Linked DNA regions of Callithrix jacchus: region 2 is linked to region 1. A link is a contact called in public Hi-C data. All regions are on one chromosome and are shown on one strand. The core of a region is the stretch at or near the end of the contact, and the rest is flanking DNA. Distances in the headings are between cores, read along the strand shown. Region 1 has its middle 540 kb from the start of TNS1. Region 2 overlaps LOC103793942 (a long non-coding RNA gene).

Region 1 (4,732 bases), core at 208-2,707:
ACCTTTTTGCTACTACCTATTATAATGCCCTTCGTCTCTTTTCTCATATTTACCCTGCTGCTTATTTTTTATTTGCTTCAAATGATATTCTTCATTCCCACCTATTGTTTATGCAACAATATATCACTTCCGTCTTGTCAGGGCATATAACAGTTGTACTATTCTTCCACCCATGACTCTCCTTATTGTAGTTACAGATTTACATTGAAATATATCCAATGCTCACACTCAGTCCATTCTCCAGAGTTCCTCCAGTCTGGGTCCTCTCTTGGTTAAATGATGCTTATTCTATAATAGGGCAATTAAAGTTGGATAGTGATTGCAGTGTTCTCTGGGGTTTTGCACATAGAAAACAGCTTGATACTTGAAGCTTAGCTCATCTACATGAACCTATTCTACACTTCCTTTCGTTTCCAGAAAATGTGACCGTGCTGTTCTCTTACTTTATATGAGAAGTCTGGTCTGATTTTCTTTCCCATGTAAGTGATTTGATATTTTTTGCCTGGAAATGTAGAAACTGTTTTTCTTTATCTTTAAATTATAGTATTTTCCTAGTATATGTCTTGGACGTCACCATTCCAAGCTGATTTTTCTAGATACACTGAGGAGCCTTTAAAGATGCAGATTCAAGTCTTCTGTTAATTTCAGACATTCCTCTTAGTTTATAGTTTTAAATACTAGTGGTTTTCCATTGGAATGGCTTTCTTCCATTGATTATTTTCTCTCAGATCTCTTTTGCTTTGTTCCTTATTTTATTTTTATTCCCTTGCCTTTTTTCACGGCTTTCCTGTTTCATATTTTCAGTTAAATCTCTTATTCCATGGGCATTTATAATTTGACCTTTATTTTTAATGTGATTTTGTCTTTTCTTCCCCTATCTTTCCTGAGTTCACTCAATTCTTATTTCACATTTTCCTGAAAATAGGGTTTTTTACAAAATAATAGGGATTTTTGGCCTATTTCTTTATAAAACTTAGAACTTATGATTTAAGGTTTTTGTCTGCTACTTTCAAATGCTTGTTTTAGGTGTAGGTGTTATGTTAAAGTTTCCTTCTGCCTCCTTTTGATTTATGTAGAAGAATTTTCATCTGCTGGAATGTTTTAATTCTTGTGGGGGTTTTTTTGTTGTTGTTATTGGCTTTGCATGAGTGTCGTCTGCCATTTTCTGTCCGTTTTTAGATGTTTAAATACACAGTTGGAGGTAGGCGCAGTCATGGCGTTTGGATGACTGACCATGTTTCTTAGTTCAAGGGCACCCTCTTCTGTCAACATGGGAAAGTGCAGTTTCTTACTGACGGCAGCTTTTGTGGGGGAGGGGTTGGTGTATCTTCCGAGCTTTGAGATTTACTTTTGCTTGGCAGGACACTCTTCCTTCGTTCTTCCCCTCGCTAAGACACCTCTGAAGCCCTGATGCCACACGGCCCCTCTCCTCTAGAACTGGTGCCCTTTCCCCAGGCCAGCCCAGCCCCACAGGCAGCCAAACTTTCCCTTTCATTCCCGTCCTGGAGCAGCGCCCTCAGTCTACCTGGCCTCTGAATTGTTGCAGCTATTTCTCAAGCAGGTGCAAACTTCTCTTTCTGGAAGCTATTTTATCTGTGGTTTTCAAGATGGTAAGGTCCCCAGGCACCTTTCTCCTTTCCATACAATCTTCAGGGTGATTCTTTGCTCCCCCTTGTACTCTGAAGACCACCTTGAGCCTGGGAGTTTACTGCCTTATCTATAAGTAATTTCAAGTTTGGACTATTTTCTCTCTCTCTCTTAGTAATATTGTATGTGTGTGTATATTGTTATGTTTTATTGTCTGTGTGTGTGTGTTGTATGTTTTATTGTCTCTGTGTGTGGGTGCATATATGTATATATAGACAGAGAGAGAGCATCTGGAATCTAGAAGTTAAGTTATAGACTCAGGAAATTCTTAAAACCGTTTTGAACATAAGATAAACTACAGTTTAGGATGATCCATAAAGGCTCACTAGAGTCTGGTCTCCCAGCTTCCAGGCCAGTTTCACTCCTAATACTCCCTGTGCCCCTGGACAAGTTGTTCAACTTCTCTGGAGGCCAGTTTTCTCTCTTGGTGGAAAACTATCCGCAAGTGTCTTTCCAGTCATATTCCACATGCTTTAGACCATGCCTCTGCCGTCATGGCTCCCCTCTCCATAGAATACACACAAATGAAACTAACCTGCGTCATATAACTCAGGCCTCAGCATCACAAAGTCAGTAAGTTCTGTGTTAACTGACTTATTTTTAGTTAATACATATGAACTTGTTTTTCTGGCTGTTTTAAAGAGAATTGGGGTCTCTGTTCATTCGATCAGTAGCCCTCTAGGGGATGGGGGTTCAGTTGGGAGCTGCCACATGTCTGCGTTGGGTTTTATTTTTTTACAAGGCCAAAATGTTCTCTCTAGAACTCACAGTCCTCACGAAGTCCAGAAAGAAGCCAAGTGCCCTTACCTCCTCCCCTCTTCTCCATGTTCCTCTGGACTCAGGGTCCTACCTCTAGACAACTCCTCACAACATGAAATATCACCACTCCTAGAGGAGACCATTATTTCAAATAAGTCAAAACAGGGAAGGAACAGGGGAATTACAAGGGTAAATGTGAAAATATTCAGGGTCACCATAACCGCTCTTGCTCAATAATGTGAATTTATGTAGCATTCTCAGTTTTCATGTGCTTAAAATAACAATACATACTCCCTACCCATTGTGGCTAAAAAGGCAATGTCGCAGATGATTCATCCCAAAAGGGCCCTCCAAAGGTCATCCTGGCAATGCCCTTGCCTTGCTTTGAAATGACTCTTGCCTGTTATAAATAGATGCAAATATTGAGTGGGTAGGGAGATTCTCCTGTTCTTAAAGCTATCAAGGTCAGGAGATAGATCTGCCCCCTCAGTCACCTGCTCACAGGTTCCCACCACTTTTGACATTCAGGAAGCCAAGAAGAGATCAACTTCCTTTATCAGTATCCAATCTCCAACACTATTCATTTGATTACCATATCCTGTTGTCACTCGTAGTTTCTCTTTCTCTGCATCTGCATCCGGAATACTGGCAGCAATGATGACAACAACAGCAGATCAGCATAAAACCAAACACACATGCATGCATGCACACACATATGCATACACACACATGCATGCACACACATATGCATACACACACATGCATGCACACACATATGCATACACACATGCATGCACACACATATGCATACACGCACATGCATGCACACGCATGCATACACATGCACACACATGTGTGTGCACACATGCATACACACATAAACACATGCATACACACCTACACGTGCAAACACAGATACACACATTCATATATGCATGTATACACAAAAACTCATGCATACACACACACACAATGCACATCCATATACACACACGCATACATCCAAACACACATACGCACACATACACACACACACACAAAATAGGTAAAGCGTCAGAGGAAAGAAGAAGATTGTTGAACTGAAAAGTATCCTTAGAGAAAGAATTGGGAGGCCAGAGGCAGAAAAGAATAGACTTGCATAGCCCCTTAGCACTCCAAAATATTGCAGAGTTTCCTCATCTATTTTCATTTTCTCCCCTAGAGTCAAGAAGACTCTTTCTGATTCTGTCAAATCTCCCTTGCCAACCTCTTTGTATAAGAAAACAGAACAACATTCAGACATAAATCTGACCCTTAATTCTCCTGCTTAGACTCCTTCACTGGTGTTGCCTGTCTAAGCCCAGCTAAGTCACCTAGATAAATAGTTACTTTACCAAGTGGAACATGTCAAGTGTGATAAGAAATGCAGGAACTCAGTGAAAGGAGAAATTAATTCCAATGGGAGAGATCCAGGGAGAGTTCCACTGAGAAGGTGGGATTATACAGAACCCCAGAGGAGACATGGAGGTGGGAAGGAAGCAGTGAATGCACTGGGCTGTGATGAAGCATGCATATTGGGAGGCGGCAGGATGTACTGTCATCAGAGAGGAGGCTGGGGCCATGTCAGGGAGCACCTGAAATGTCACATTTTTTGTATCCTTGAAACACTTTTTTGGCTTCACTTTTCTAATGTCTCCACATTTGTGATCCAGAGTGGTTATTATATGCCGCAAGCCTGGTCATGTTGGATGCATGAACATGTGTAGCTTTTAAAGTGCTTTGAATTAATAGATTAAAATAACAAAAACAGTCCACCTTTGGAAGTAATACGCTTAATGTGCTCTGTGTAAACTTGGAGTGAACTAGTCCTGATAGCTTCCTGTGGCTCAAAATGTTAACCTGCCTCAAAGAAATACTAACTGGCTCGCTTGAAGATGGGCATGGTAGTTTCTATGTGGGGATTAGAACACCAGGAAGGTCCTTGCAGAAAGACAGATAACATAGCCATTGTAAAACATTGTATCTAGTCCACAAATGGTCATCCTAAAGAAGCTTTTAAGCCAATTTATGACCTTAGAACTACTTTGAACTCAAGTAGGAGAGCTAGTACAGTATAATCATCAACTCAAGCACCAGGTAAAAAATGGCAGAAATAAGACTCAAATCCAGGTTTAACTTGGGTGTGACCTGGGCAGTTAGAGCACTTCAAGTCTCTGTGCCCTTGTCTGTATATTAGAGACACAAAGAATAGCTACCCCTTAGAGTGACTTTGAGGGTTAAATGTGGTAATAGACACAGAGCTTTTAGCACCATCCCTAGCACATAAAAGCTCCTCAATGAATATTCA
Region 2 (4,307 bases), core at 1,078-3,577, 210 kb after region 1:
GAGGAAGAAATAAGTAGAAAAAATTCTCCAAAAATCATGTGTCTAGGTCCCTACCTCCAGTAAAGGTGACCCAGAATGGGTGGGATGGTTTCTCAGGAATCTAAGCTACTCTATGCCTGTGTGGTATGAAACCCCATTTATATGCATTAAGTTTTCCCCAGAGTCTCCCTGCCATAGGCCCTCCCTGTCTCCAGCTGCCCCAGGACAGCAGGGCTGCAGCAATGGCTTGGTGAGAAGCTCTGGTTTCTAGCACAAAGCTTTGCACTCCCCCTGGACAGTTAGCCCTGACACAGTGCATAACTGCGGTTTCTATGGGAAAGCCCCTGGCTACCCACACCAGGCCGTGAATGTAGGATGAATCCCACAAAATCTCTCATCTGAACATGCATTAGGACTCAAATCCTGGGCTGATCCTGGCAGGGCTGGGCCTTCAGGCACAGATTAGCACAGAAACCCCAGGAACTCAAAGCACCATAGCTGGGAAGCCAGCATCCCCAGGCTCTCACTGGCCAAGTCAGATCTCTCTTCCCAGAAACCTTCTCATGGTGAATGGGACACTATGACCAGGAGTCAGGAAACCTGGGTTCTTGTTCCAGACCAGTCACCAACCAGCTCTGGGGCCTTGAGCAAATCACTGGCCTTTGCCAGGTCTCCACTTTCTCATCTCAGGAATGCACCGCCAGCCCTCCCTACTCTGCAGGACTCTTTGGAAGAACATGTAAGAGTACGGATGAGGAAATCATAGCCAACTTCCTGCTTGGTGGGATGCCTGGAGAAGACCCAGAAATGACAGATCAATAGATAGACAGACAGACAAACAGATCATCTCCCAGATTTCCAGGAACAGTCCAGATGGCAGATGATCTTCCTCAGTTTACTCATAAGCATAGTCATACTTTCAAGGTGGTGTGTCCTAATTTATTGTGAGATAATAGAGATGATAATCCAATCCCAGGGAGATGGGTAGAGCCCAGAGGAGGGACTAAGGGTGTGCACTCAGCCATCACAACTCTACCTCTGCTGAGCTGTGCAATCTTGGACCAGTTATACAGTGTCTCTGGGCCTCAATGTCATCATCTGTAAAATGAGACTATTAATAGTTTTACCCACTTGTGGGTACATAGTACCTAGCACATGCTTAGCCCTCAATGAATGGTAGTTGGTGATGTCAAAAAGGAATGCTGACTTCCAAGCTCTATCCGTGTCTCTCTGTCCTTCCACTCCTCCCCATCCCACACATCCAAAGTATATCTTGTAAGTGTGACCCTGCATGTGCCTTGAAGGGTTTGGCTCTTTCTTTTTCCTATGCCCTCCTCCTGCAGAAGAGCAGACCTGCTGAGGTGACCAGCACAGAAACAGAGCATGTGCCAACTCCTAAGTGCCGGGGCTATAAATGGCTACTAGAGAGACAGAGCAGGGAGCACAGCCCTGGAGGAGTGCACTGTCTCCCCAGCATCCAACAAGGAACTTCTTGGTGTGGAGCTCTGGGGGGGTCACAGTTGCTGACTGTCACTCCCACTGACTTATACCACTGTCTATGCCATTTGTCAGCATGCAGGATGCCCTCACGTGGCTTCATCTGACTCTCTCAAGCCCTGGGGAACAAAGCTGCACCCTCCACATGAGAACAACCAGCTGAATGCACAGAGTCTGATGAGATTCATAGCTGGAGCTCTCATCAGTCACCACCCCACCACCCTGCAAAGTTCTATTCTTCAATTCGACCAACTAACTTGTAACTGAGGACAGAGCTCAAACATGGAACCAGGAAAGGTCAAGGTTCCAAGCCACCTTCAAGACCAACTGATCCAATAACTTTATTGTCCTGATGGGAAAAGCTAATCCCAGCGAGTGGACTTTCCGAAGTTCATACAGTTGGCAGAGTGGCTCAAGGATCTAGGAGTAGCTAAGGCATCTTCACTCCCTTCATCTGGGAGAAAACGGACCCACAAAGAGGGGGAGGTCTGCTGGTGGCGGGAAGTAACACCGATTGCATTTCCCAGGCTTCACAAGGGGTAGAGTGAGCACTGGACTGAGGGTTAGAAGACCCGGGTCCCCCACATGTCTCTGCCTCAAATCAGCTGCGGCCCCATGAGCTGTGTCTCTTCCCCTCTCTTTGGGTTGCAGTTCCCTCTTATAGAATGGAGCCTCCCATCTGCCTCTTGGAATGGGTTCAAGAAGCAGATGAATATGTGTTTTGAAAATCCTAAGGCTCTGCATATATACAACCAAATTCTGCCCATCTACACAGCCACTTTTAGCCATTGTCCCCGAGGCTCTAGAAGCCAGCAGAGGGGAGTGTTAGGTGAGCTCTCTGAACACATCCAAGCCTGGGGGGCTTCCCTCCGCAAAGGGGGCCCAGAGCACCAGGCTAAATCCATGTCATTGAAGCAGCGCTCAGGTTGTGTCTAAGTAGCTTTGATTTTAAAAGATTAGGAGGGAGGCCAGGTGGAAAGAAAAGCTGATGAGGCAGCAAAGTCCTGCCCATAGTACCACACTGCCCTCTGCAGGGCGACTGTGAGAAGGCACCACGGCTGGCCTCGGTCAGGTTAATTGCGACTGCCCAGGGTCACAGATCGAGTCCCCTTCCTCCACGCCGTGCAAGCCCTCTCCAGCTGGAAACAGGGATGGGGGGCTGCACCCACCCTCAGCAATCTGCTCTGTCTTCAAGCAGCACAGGCTTTTCTCAGTGCCTGGCCCGAATATTCCTCTTGTCCTGACGCCCACCACCTGCCAACCTGCCCTCCGAGGAGCCGGCCTTAGTGTCTCTTGCTTCTGACTCTAAAACCAGTATTTAGAAGTTTGGCTCCTTCCTATCTCCCTGTACCCTCTCTTCTCAAGAAGAAGGAGGTTTCTCCATACTCTGGATATATTTCAGTCCTTGGAGAAGCCCCCACACTGAAGAAGATATGTCCTGCCTGAATCAAGGGACAAGCCAGGGTCCTGAGGGTCTCAGTGATGAACCGAAAAGTCTATGACTTTCACAAACATCAGATTCAGTCTCCACAAATGATCTGGGATTGGCAGGGAACACTCAGGGACCAGAGGCTGCCCATGGCAACCAGGAATGTCCTCAAAGGCCCTCGTGGCATCAGACCTTCCCCCTTCTCCATCCTCTCCCTGGCTGTGCTGTTCAGAGTGGGGCACTCTGCAGCTGGCTGACCAATCTCCAGGCGTGGGCTCAGGCCACGGTCCCTGTGTGCCCTGTGCAGACCCAGGGAGCCACTGCAGCCGGCCTGGCCATGTGACGTGGGTGATTCACACATGCAGACGCCCAGACCAGCTTCTCCTTTCTTCCTCTCCCAGGCCATTACAAAAGGCACAGTCTCAGCACAGAGCTGCATTGTTCCCAGGGTCAGCAGAGGCTGGAATCTGAGGGAAATTAGGAAGACAGGGAGCCGGACGTAGGGTGGTTTTCCATGCAGCGTATGCACCTCATGCAGGCCAAGCCCACTTCCTGTCTTGGCTCCAGCTCTGAAGTTCAAGTTTACATCTCCCTCCTTTAGAACCAACTTTGGTTTGGGGTGTTAAGCTTCTTTAATTTTCCACTCTCTGCACATGTGCATTTCTCTGAAAAATATGCAGGTGCTGTCCCTTTTTTCTCTCCAAGGCACATCATTCTTTAGAGACTGCAATATAAATTTGCTGTCCAGCAACCTTTGTCTTTGGGGGCATGCTTTATCCTTTGTCTTCTGCTCTCTACCCCTGACAAGACATGAAGCACAGACAGGCAGGTGTGTGATCAGAGGCAGACGTGGGCAAGGCCAGGACTGTGGGGTGCAACATGGGTGAATGGAAGTGAGAGGAGGCTGCCTCCTCTGTCAGCAGTGGTGGCAGGGGCTGGGGGATCAGGACATTTGGCCATGACTGGGACAGTCAAGGATTTGGGAAATTATTTCAATTTTCCTATTCTCTAATTATGAAAATCTTAGACTCTGGGTAGGCAAAAATAATTTCCTGGTAAATAAACACTTGGAATCAGAAGAGCTTTTGGCAGCCCGGTGATCCCATTCTGATCACCTGAGAGGTAGCCTTTCCTCTACAGAAGGCCCATGCCAGCAAGTGCATCTGTCCCATGGCTAAGCAGCTCAACTCATTAGAAAGAGCCTTGGAAATCAGGTCAAAATCTGACCCCCACGTGGTAAGTTATAAAAGTGGTCACCCTTTTTCACTCTCCCTTGTATCCATGCCCTCAACATGTGACTTTGCAGGATTGATCTATGACTTGCTTTGACCAAATGTAATGTCAGGCCATTGCTGAGCCTGGACTTCAAGGAACCTCACATCACATACTTCTGCTCTCTTAC

The links. A called contact is a pair of places that touch in the nucleus more often than the background predicts.
Region 2: a Hi-C map of skeletal muscle shows a contact between it and region 1, with 7 times the contacts expected there. The contact joins two enhancer-like sites. A contact is called at or near these places in 2 of 3 Hi-C or Micro-C datasets (induced pluripotent stem cells and skeletal muscle).

What each region holds. Positions count from the first base shown.
Region 1 is chr6:139,300,449-139,305,180 of calJac240_pri, forward strand. No RefSeq gene overlaps it. Among named protein-coding and RNA genes, the nearest start is that of TNS1, 540 kb to the right of the region's middle. Within about 2 kb of position 1,458, at least 7 of the 16 cell types and tissues checked have an H3K27ac peak or open chromatin away from gene starts, as enhancers often do. A contact at or near this core is called in skeletal muscle, where this site is marked.
Region 2 is chr6:139,513,939-139,518,245 of calJac240_pri, forward strand. The region is part of intron 1 of LOC103793942 (a long non-coding RNA gene); the gene reads right to left. Among named protein-coding and RNA genes, the nearest start is that of TNS1, 330 kb to the right of the region's middle. Within about 2 kb of position 2,328, at least 4 of the 16 cell types and tissues checked have an H3K27ac peak or open chromatin away from gene starts, as enhancers often do. A contact at or near this core is called in skeletal muscle, where this site is marked.